Regions from separate parts of the Mus musculus genome. Here region 1 is linked to region 2. Evidence: chromatin contacts called from public HiChIP or PLAC-seq data. All regions are on one chromosome and are shown on one strand. The core of a region is the stretch at or near the end of the contact, and the rest is flanking DNA. Distances in the headings are between cores, read along the strand shown.

Evidence for each region. HiChIP or PLAC-seq counts read pairs in DNA pulled down with a chosen protein or histone mark.
Region 1: a contact with region 2 is called in an HNF4G HiChIP or PLAC-seq map of pancreatic cancer cells. The contact joins the promoter of Fam71f1 here to the enhancer-like site in region 2. A contact is called at or near these places in 2 of 39 promoter capture datasets (the C10 cell line and liver), 2 of 115 datasets of contacts at active chromatin or transcription factors (embryonic stem cells and pancreatic cancer cells) and 3 of 9 other capture datasets (adipose tissue, liver and pancreatic islet).

The regions. Positions count from the first base shown.
Region 1 is chr6:29,317,269-29,323,081 of GRCm38.p6, forward strand. Fam71f1 (family with sequence similarity 71, member F1) reads left to right here and starts at 1,872. Exons shown (of 7, transcript NM_001289663.1): 1 at 1,872-2,179; 2 at 3,360-3,544. The coding sequence starts at 1,931.
Region 2 is chr6:29,193,583-29,198,786 of GRCm38.p6, forward strand. No RefSeq gene overlaps it. Among named protein-coding and RNA genes, the nearest start is that of Prrt4, 17 kb to the left of the region's middle. Within about 2 kb of position 2,484, at least 80 of the 459 cell types and tissues checked have an H3K27ac peak or open chromatin away from gene starts, as enhancers often do. A contact at or near this core is called in adipose tissue and pancreatic cancer cells, where this site is marked.

The DNA.
Region 1 (5,813 bases), core at 622-3,121, 120 kb after region 2:
AGGGTTTGCAAGCATCTGTTAAATAGTTATTAAAATGATTCAAAGCGCTGAGGGTGGAAGGCTAGTGAGAACATGGAGGGAAGTGCTTCAGTGCTAACTGAAAAAGGAGCACAGCTTTTTAATGGCTATTACTTTTATACCACGGTTTTTCAGTTCCTAGGGGAATGCAAACCACAGGGTGTGGTGTATGACCCTATCCTTAAAGAATCTTACCATGGGGGGTGGGGGACATTTTTCCCCACATAGTAAGCAAAAGAAAATGAGGAATGTGAGTTAGACATTTCACTGCTACTCTGGGAGTTGTGACAAGGGTTTGGATAGGTGTAGCCTTGTGGCTGTGGAAGAGGGCTGGCAGAACAAGACTGGGAAAGCCTTGGGTCCCTCTGCCCCTCTCTGACTTTATGATGAAATGCAGGAATAACATCCAGCTCTGTCCTTTGCATATCTTTTTTCAAAACCATCTTTCTAAATTTATTGCATTCGACCTTGATGGTGACACATTAGCAAATCCTAGAATTGTGTTCAAGTTGGAATACCATTTCTCCTTACATTGACTCTGATTGGTGATCAGTCTGCTTGGTTCTTTGACCCACTCCACACCCAGGAATTTAGATTTTTTTTTTAATTTTTCTGGCTCTTGGGGAGATCCACTGTCACCGAGATGGGTGTGTAATGCTGCCCCTCCTAGCTGGTACCCATAGTCAGCCTTGTCGTCAGAAACTAATTATTGCTCCTGCTCCTTTAGTTTTGACCTCTGAAGGGAGAAAACTGCAGCTGCAACCAGCCAGCCATAGCAGCCAAAGAGCAGGCACTAGTAGCTCTCCTGGAAGCAGAAATGGTTCTTGCACGTAAGCCAGGGTGTGGGAGGTGGGGAGGAGGCTCACATGCTAAGTCAGGGGGTGAGGGAGTTGTATGTGTGTGTGTGTGGGGGGGTGATCACATCATGTGAGGCTCTGGAAATTAGTTTTGAATAGACATCAGCTTTTCATACTGTTTAGAATAGTTTACACTAAGAGAGTAAGGGAAGAGGCCAGCAAGATGGCTCCGTGGTGAGATGTCCCAGCAGATAAAGGTGTGTACTTACCGCCAAGCCGGATGGTCTGATAGGAGAGAATTTATTTTCATAAGTTGTCCTCTGATTTTCACATGCACTGTGGCACACTTGCACCCATTTGTACACACACACACACACACACACACACACACACACCAATCAACCAATCAACCAAATGTAAAGAGGGGAGTATGAACTACATCCTGCACACTCATGAACTCAGGAGGTTCAGGCGTAATACAACAAGTTCAAGACCTGTGTAGGCTGGGGATATAGTTTGGTAGGGCTCATTCTGCATGTATGGGTCCCTGGGTTTAATCCTCAGTAACACACAAACACACACACACCACCACCACCACCACCACCACTACTACCACCACCACTACCACCACCACCACCACACCACCACACACACACACACACACACACACACACACACACACACACACACACGAGAGAGAGAGAGAGAGAGAGAGAGAGAGAGAGAGAGAGAGAGAGAGAGAGAGAGAGAGGGAGAGAGAGAGAGAGAGAGACAGGAAGGGCCTTTCTTCTGGGCAGCGGCGGAAGCATCCTAACAGTCCTTGCTTCCTGCCTGCCTCAGGGTTTCCCAGCAAGTTCCGTGAATGCTCCAAGGGGGCCCTGAGAAGGATGTGGGATGTCAGTAAGTGCAGCCATGAGCATCACTGGCCCAGGAGGAAATGGGAGGCTCCTCCTCATTCCCTTTCTTGCAGGCCTGCTGTGGTTTTTCATGATGTCATCCATTCATCATTGTGAGCTGACCGGCTGCCCCTTAGGCCTTGGCCAGCTGCCCATGATCAGAAGGGAAGAGACAGATCCCAGGACAACAGTGCAGAGGGCCCCTGAGCATGTGCAGACATGATGACATCAGTTCCACCTAGAAAGTCTTGGTGGACATCGAAGAAGACAGTAAAAGTGATAAGATCATATCCAACCTTCCCTTCCTTGAATGCCTGGGAGAAGTTCAGGGGCCTCTTGCCTGTGGATGGGGAAACGAACCCTGGAGTGGGCCTGGGAGTGGAGGAAGGACTACTCTGCCAGATGGTTCATTCTCCAGAATTCAATCTGTTTCCTAACTCCGTGGTGTTCGAAAGCAACTTTGTTCAGGTACTCTTGCATGTGATTCAGAACAGCGCGGCTTGATTCTTCTAAACCTGTTCCCAAGATGTAACCAGAAGAGTTACCCCTAGAACTGCAGTGGAGGGTAAACTGAGGCAGGAGAGCTAGCAGGCCTGAGACACAAGGCTGACCAGGGTTTCTCCTGTAGGTGTACACTCAGTGAGAAAGGTCCGGCATTCTTTGCTGAGTAGGGACTTAGGTATTGGAACTCCTAATTTATGCCATTCTCAGGTCTGTCACCTGAGGCCAAGTTAAGGCAGTCAGTATTGGTTGGCAAAGAATAGGACCTAGGGGCCCAGAGAAACCTGAGCTTAGAGTGCAGGCTCTGCTCACTGGTGGGGAGGTACCATTGTGCATGAAACCTGTACAAATCTGTTTAAACACAACAAGCGAGGTGCATGGTCTAGTGGGTGCTTGGTGTGTTTTCAATCTCCCTCTATCTCCTGACCTCCCCTTGGGCCAGACAGAACCTAGAAGAAATAGAAGGGCCATGAGGATGGGTGTTTTCTAAGCAAAGTGGGGAAGTTGTCAAGGGGAGATCCACAGACACGAAGTAGATGCTAAGGGAGTTCTGGGTGATTGTTCTTGCTCTTGCATTAATAGTGGGCCCTTTAAGTCCTATTGGAGAAATGCCAGCACTCAGGAGGCTGAGGCAGGAGGATGCCCTTGAGAATGAGACTAATCTGGGCTATAGAGTAAGACCTTTTTTTGTTTAAATATGATAATAAAATGATGATAGTAATAATAATAATAATTACTCAGAAGCCCTACTAAAGTTTTTAGACCAATACAGATTAAAACACATGTCTGAACACAGCAGTATCCCTCATTTCCAAGGGACATTTGGCAATGTCTGAGACATTTTCAGTTGTCAGAGTGGGAGTTTGCTATAAGCATCTCTGGAGACAGAGGCTAAGGACACTGCCAAACACTCCACAATACAGCCTAATCCTCCTCTCCCAAAGAAGCTAAGTGGTACCACAGCATGACTCTAATCCCAACACTTGGGAGGCAGAAGCAGGCAGATCTCTCTGGTCCTGCTATACATGTGAGTTCTCGGCCAGGCAGAGCTATCAAAAACAAAATTAGTGCTGAGTGAAGAAACCCGGCTAAAACATCTTGCTGCTTTTGCCAAATGTTCAGGCTGGGCCTGGGGGCTGCATTGCAGGTCAGAAGGAGCAGAAACTGGAAAGAAATCTATAAGGCTTCCAACACAATGGCCCTTGGGGTGACCTCCTCCGTACCTTGCCTTCCCCTTCCGAACATCCTCCTTATGGCCAGAGTCAAATGGCATCAGGGGCAGAGCCAGACATGGAACAGACCATCCAGAGCGCCAAGCATCAACCTGAAGAGGTAAACAACACAGAGGGGAACGACGGACCAGACGGGTAAAGGGCAGATCCAAGGGGAGGCTACCTGTTAAATTCAAAGATGGGGTGAAACTGGGACATCTTTGCAATGATGTTGATTGGGATTTTTGGTTTATTGGTTTTGCTTTGTTTTGGAAAGAACACAATCTCTTATTGCTCAGGCTGGCCATGAACCCATTATGCAGTAAAGGCTGGCCTTGAACTCTTGGCCCACCTGCCTCCCCATTCTGAGTGCTTGGATTACACAATAGCACTATCATGCCCAGCTATTAGCTGCTCTAGACCGCAGTAACCTGAGATAGGTGGGGGTCTGGGGAGGTAGTTCAGTCAGTAAAGAGCATGCTATGCAGACAGGAGCTCTACCTCTAGAACCCATGTTTTAAAAAAAAGATGGGTATAGTGGTGCACATGCGTAATCCCAGCACTGGGGAGGTGGAGATGGGTGGAGATGGGCATTTGCAGCCTAGCCTAACTAATATAATAAGCTCCGCAGGCATGTGCATACACATCTCCCCAACCATGTATACTCGAAGACAAGTTGGGGGTGAGATGTCTGAGTGGGACAATGGCATGATGCACATGAGTATCTGAGTTTGCGTCCTCCGCAGTCCTGCAAAAACCAGAGTACAGTGTGTGCCTGTAACCCCAGGGTTAAGGGATAGAGGAAGAGAGGTGGGTCCAAGGGACTGGCAAGTAACAGCCAGTCTAGACAGGAGAAAAACCATGAGCTCCAGGTTCAGTGAGAAGTGTCTCAGATATTTTTGGTGGAGGTTTTTGAGTGACTGTCTCCCCAACTCTCTAGCCTACTTGCTTCCTCAGGGGTGCCTTTCTCTTTATTTTTTTTTAAATATTTTTAAATGATTTAGTAATTTTATTTTATGCATGTGACTGTTTTGCCTTCGTGAACATCTGTATACCACGTGTGTGCCCTTGGCCTGTGGAGGTTCGAAGGTGTCAAATCTGCTGGTATTGGAGTTACAGATGGTTATGAATCACCACGTGATTTCCCAGTCTTCAAGAGCAACAAGTGCTCTTTTTCTTTCTTAAGAAACTGTGCCTATAAAATACGGGGGGGGGGGGTGTAGAGATGGCTCAGTGGTTAAAGTCACGGCTTCCTCTTGGTGGCAGTTAATAACTAACTGTAGTTCCAGTCTCAGGGGATCAGACATTCTTTTCTGGATTCTGTGGGTACTGTATACATATGGTTTGCAGACATACACGCACACAGAATCCCCATGCACACACTCACATGCATACAGACTCCACATAAAATTTTAAACTAGACATGGTGGCACACGCCTTTAAACCCAGCACTCAGGAGGCAGAGGCAGGTGAATCTCCGTGTGTTCAAAGCCAGCCTGTTCTGCATAGTGAGTTCCAGGTCAGAGCTCTCTAGAGAGACACTGTCTCAAAAGTAAAGATAAAAACTTTTTTTTTAAACGATGTGCTTCAATAGAGGAAGACAGAGATGCTGACGCTCAGCTTCCATGCATCAGCACATGCATGGGCAAACATGGTGAGCATGCACGCATATAACACATACACACACACACAAGTTAGGTGAGACACGGCAGGTCTTTTGCTGGTAGCACAGACGGTTTGGGCAAAGGGAAGTTTTCCATGGACAGGGGTGGAGGGCTGTCTCCAAGCACATTTACCTCCTTGCCTCGCTCTTCTAATTTAGCAGGAAACCTCTGGGCCTCTGGGTAAGTGGTAATGAGGCAGTGAGACCTGATAGGTGGAGCTGCTTGGAAGAGGCGTGCTCTCTTCAGTCCTGGGTGTACAACTAACTAGACTCGATTTCTGTGTCACAAGTCACCGGCTGCAATTTTCCTCTATAAAACAGTAAACTAAGCCCTACTTAAGGCTGTAGCGTAGTATGATGTTTGGGATAGAATTGCCCTGCTTGATCTTTGGGCTTTGTTTCATTCTCCTTTCTGTTGCTGTGATCAAAGGCCCTAGCCAAAAAGCAGGTTAGGGGAGAAAAGGTTTATTTGGACTTACATTTCCAGGGGGTTGGGGGTAGGGGGCCTAGAGTCCACCATGATGGAGAAGGGGAGGTCACAGTGGCAAGAACAGGAAGCTGACCGATCACATTGCATCTAAACAGGAAACAGAGAACAGGAAGTGAAGCCTGGCTATAAAACCTCAAAGCTCCGCCCCCCCCCCCCCAAGTAAAGTACTTTCTCCAACAAGGCTTAGCCTTCTAAAGGTTCCATAGCCTTCCCGAATAGCACCACTAGCCAGGGGCC
Region 2 (5,204 bases), core at 1,234-3,733:
AATTTGCCCAGCAAGACCTTAAATTTGCAATCCTCAGTCTCACCCTCCCAAGGAGCTGGGAAAACAGGACTGCAGCCACTGGGTCTAGTGCCCTCATTACGTAAACAATGCATTTCCCTAGCAATGATATGGATGCTGGGGGCATTGATATCCCTCCCCAGAAGAGATAGAAAGCCCAGTGTGTTTTGTCTGTTTTTCTACATGCTCTCTACTTGCCCACCCCCACCCACCCCACAGTTGTGACCTAAGTCAGGTATCTACAGGGGATACTGGACAAACCCTTGGTAAATCCAGGGCTCAGGGCTCAGGGAAAGGGGCTAAGCACAAAATGCTTTTGGCTCAAATGCCCAATGGCTCAAAATGCACCTCCTGTTCTACAAAACAAAATCACCCTCCAACCAACTCCCAAACTCTGAAATCCCAGTACCGTGTTTGAAGCAGGGTTCTGTAGGAAGGGGAAGAGCTGGCTTCCGGTCCCACCCTGACAAAGCTGTGGAGAGCACTCCGCCCTTGTGTTAGTCTGGCTACAGCTGATAGAGTGAAGCCAGGGCTTTGAGTGTTAGTAGCAGGAAAGGCACGCAGGGTGGGACAGCCACAGAGATCCGGGGCAGACATGAACATGGAAACTCAGAAGCAAGGAGAGCCCATTTCTATCCCAAGGGACCAGACTTCATCAGGAATGAGGATATGAGCAGATGCTGCCGCTCGGGCCCTCTGGGCCAGCACCAGAGAGTGAAGGTGGGGCCAGAGACTGTAGAGAGACATACGCTGTGCAGACATACACTGCACCACTGAAGAATTGCAGATAAGAAGGATTAAGTGAATACGGCTCGAGTCCTCCAATGCTTTGGGCTAGGTGTATGGTTTATGGCCCCCCATATTCTCAGCATCACCAGAAAGCTCGGTAGAGAGGTGGAGATGGCACTGGTGCACTCAGATCTGCACGCCAGGAAGTGATGCCCCTGATTGTTGCACAGCCTGGTGTGAGGAGATTTGGTTAGAGCAGTGGCACGATTATAACCATTTCTTTCTTCTTACAGATATCCGGCCACCCTGCTGACCAACTCTGTCTTCAGCCAATCCCAGGAATCTCTGCTGCCCCGTGGGCCAATCAAAACCAGATGAGCACATTAGAAACAGCCCATACCCTTTTTACTCCCTTCCCCACAGAATGACCTCGGTGACAAGCTGGCTAAGAGAAGGAGGCCCCTTTCCCAGGAAAAGCTGTTCCCCGATCAGGGTCTCTTCTGTCCTCCTCCCCCTGTCTCTTTTCCTTTTGAGGCAGGGTCACATTTATGCCAGGCTGGCCTTGAACTTACTATGCAGCCAAGGATGAACTTGAACTGGAATCTGATCCTCTTGTCTGAGATTGTATAACCAGTTCTATGTTATGCTTAGAATCAAACCAAGAGCTTTGTGCACACTAGGCTGGGACTCTAACAACTCAACAAAACCAGAGTTTTTTGAACCCCTAATGGTGGGGTTCCATTCATCCTCAAAAAATAGATACATACACAAAAGGGTTGCATGCAAAAAAGATTCACAGACCCTCTAAAAGACACCCATGTGCCCAACGTACCTGCTTCCAGCCTGCAGTGGCCTGAGTGCCTGTTCTGTCCTGCCTTATGCCAGGGACTCTAGAAGTGAGACACGGCCCTCTGTCTTACCTTGAGAACTTTCAGGTTAGACAAAGCTGCCCAGGAAAGACTGTTTTCCAATCTGTGAATGAGACCTTGGGGTATATGCTATTAGAGGTAATAGGGTCCATATGCATGGGGGTCGGGGGGAGGTTGTCCACACAAAGCCTCGTAAGGATAATGAAACAGATGGTGTCCACATTGTTTAGCTTTTGTCAAGCATCCTATAAACAGCCTCTCTCCCTTTATGAAGGTGAGCATCCTAGACAGCTGTGGCAAGCCAAGTGATGGCCCTCGGAAAATGTTTGCATCCTGACTCCTGGAACTCATGGTGTCCAAGATGACAAAGGGGGCATTGGCAGATATGATTATGTTGTAAATTGGGAGATGGGAACACTACCATGGGCCTTTGAAAAGGAAGCTGGAGTGTAAAGTCCAAATGGGTCAGAAAGACTGGAAGAGTTGAAGATGCTGTGCTCTGGCTTTGAAGGGATGAGATGAGCCCATGAGTCTTGAGACCTTAGGCAATCTCCAGAGTTCTCAGTGCAAAGGAATGGGTTCTCCCTGGAGACTCTAGAGGGCAGGCTTCTGGAAGGATAAATCCTAGACTTCTGACCCACACCACAGGAAGATAGTAAGTTTATGTTGTCCTAAACTATGCAGTTGTAACTTGTTACCACAGCAACAGGAGGCTGGCACACTTAGACCTTGTCAGGGAGAAACCCATGCCTGCTGGGCTAAAGCTGCTGGGGAATTCTACAGCCAGCAGAGCAAAAACTGAGCCTGTGGTGAGAGAAGGGAGGGGCTGGGGACAGAGTGCTCAGCCTGTGACCTCACCCTTGGCTGCCCTGGCACACTGAACTGTCAGCCTGTGGTTATATGCATGACCAGGCCCCAAAAGGGATCCTTGTGGAGTCAATGCTGTGCCAAAGGTGGGGGTGTGGCAAGAAGGCTGGTGTCCAGGGGGAGCCCAATCAGCCTCAGGCTGCAGGCAGGAGCCTGAGAGTGACTAGACACATTCTCTCTGCTGCTCCACATGAGGAATCCTCTCTCTCTCTCTCTCTCTCTCTCTCTCTCTCTCTCTCTCTCTCTGCACTGCACCCTCTTGGCTTCCCTTGGGAGAGTGGGAGAAGGGACTTTGGGGCTGGGGCACAGGAATGAGGACACAGCCTCAGCTCTGGCTGAGCAGCTAGATGGCCTTGGGCAAATGACTTAGCCTCTCTGAGCCTGTCTCCTCCTCTAGAAGAGAAGTCATATTTTCCATTTCACAGGGTTTTATGATGTCATAACGCTCGTACACAATTCCAGCATAGAGCAAAGCCCCATCGGTACTGCTGGTATTTGCATCATTGTTACATGGTCCTGAACTGCTCACCATCACAAGTCAAAGCTGATCTCTCCTGCTAGGTTCTGAGTTCTTCAACGGAACGTGTGCTCTGTCCATCTCTGTACCCTCAGCATTGCTAAACCTGCTGATAAGTATCAGGTGAGGAATAGGCTTCATATGTTCATTATGAGTGACAGTCACTATCACTTATAAATAAGTGAATAAACATATGGAGCCTATTCCTCATCTGATACACACACACACACACACACACACACACACACACACACACACACACAGTCAGTCAGTCAGTCAGTCAGTCAGTCATATGAGGGAAGCAGACAGCATACATCGAAATGGAATGTGTTTGTGGTATTTTCTAGAAGGCAATGAAGCAGAAGGAGCGGATGGGTAGGGAGGCGAGTGGTTAAACTGCTAGTGTGCATGTTGGAAGGTCTATCAAGATGGCCCTAGAGTAGACACCTGCAGGAAGGGAGGGGAGTAGACAGGAGAGGGATATGTGGGAGAACTTTTTAAAAAAGGTGTGAGGGAGCATGGGATCACAAGGAGGCCAGAGAGGATGCACCACAGGGTGAGAAAGAAGCAATAGTTAACTAGGTCTGACAAGTAGGAGGGTCAGATCACAATGGGTCTTGAAGGTCACAGGAAAGATCCTGGCTTTTAGTTTGAGCCCAAGAAAACCACTAGCGGGCTTTCACGTGCTCCAACTTACATCTCAATTTCTGCTCTCAGGAGACTCTAGTAGGAGGGAATAGTGGGAACTGGGGAAACGGGGCCCATTGCCACAATGCAGGGAGGGGACAACCGTGGCTTAGCTGTTAGAAGAGACTAGAAGTGGCCCAAAAGGCTACCTATGGAGGCCGTGCCAAGAGGGAATGCTAATGGGTTAAATATGCATGGGGGAGCAAGACAGAAGGAGGGTGTCGGGGAGAATTATACATCTCAGTGTGTCCTTGGAGTACCCAGATTATTCTGAGAAAAAAAAATCCTAGTTGTGTATATAGTGGTGTTTCCACAGAATGAGCCAAGCTGAGAGCTGGGTGGGCATCACGGAATCCCAGAGGAGCCTAAGTAGAGCAACAACAACAATGGCTAGTAATAATGTGCTCTCTTGTCCAGCTAAGACACAGGTCTCCTACTTCGGGACTTTGGCCCAAAATAGTCAACACTCGGGATATCCAGATTGCTGCCTGCACCTTATATTTCCCTCCCATCCCTATAATCATGGAAATCAGTTCCTTATGACAGTTCTGACTCTAGGTCTATCGCCCCATCTTTCTGGATAGAAATTTAGAGAGCAGATAGGTAGATACATAGATAATTGGTTTTGTTTCTCTAGAGAATGTGGACAATTCATGGAGTTTAAGTTCAGTAAGTGGGAGATAGAGGGTCCTGAGAGGAGGGCTGGGGTGAAGACAGAGCAGATGACCGAATTGACTTGGAAATGCTGTATCTGCCTCCTGATTTGTTTGCATCTGCTTCTCTCCTCTGTACAGTTCCCCGAGCCCTAACCGGTATTCTCCTCTCTCCTCTCCATAAACAGCTGTAGGCTCCATCTTTGTGCCCTTCTTGGAGAACTGTACTATCTGGGAGATGTCACATAATATCTGGAATACCTAACTCCCATGTCTTCTTTGATATAAGGAAGACCCACCCACAGCAGCAAAGACCCTGAGTAGAGGACCCTAATTCATGCCAGCAGACAGAACTGGATTGGGTTTATTTAACCTTTACATACCCTCTGCACTGCTTTGCTCTGGTTTACCAACAGACCCCACTGCCAGCTACCCTATCACTGCTTGGATACTTTGTACTGCCACTCCCCAGAAGGGAGTAGCCACAACCAGGAGGGCCTAGGGTCTGACCAGCTGGCCCTTGGAAGCTACTTTCTCTCTCTGAATCCCATTCTCCCAGCCATAATAAAGGACTCTGCGATACTGACTTGTATGGTAGCTGAGGCGATGACACCCTAGCAGGCACTGGTGGAGAGTAATAAACAATCGTATTAAAAGAGGTCCCCCCCCCCCACTCGCTCTTCTGGGCAGCCACAGCTAGCTTTATTGCGAGATTATTTTGCTCTCTGTGCTCTTCCTGTCCTTCAGAAGCCAAATTTTCTATGGACGTCGGCAACCAGGGAATGGTTGTCAAGGGCCGGGCTTTTAGAAACGCTGTCTGTTGCCTAGGAAACGTCACCACTCTCGTTCTCTGGGCTCCCAGCA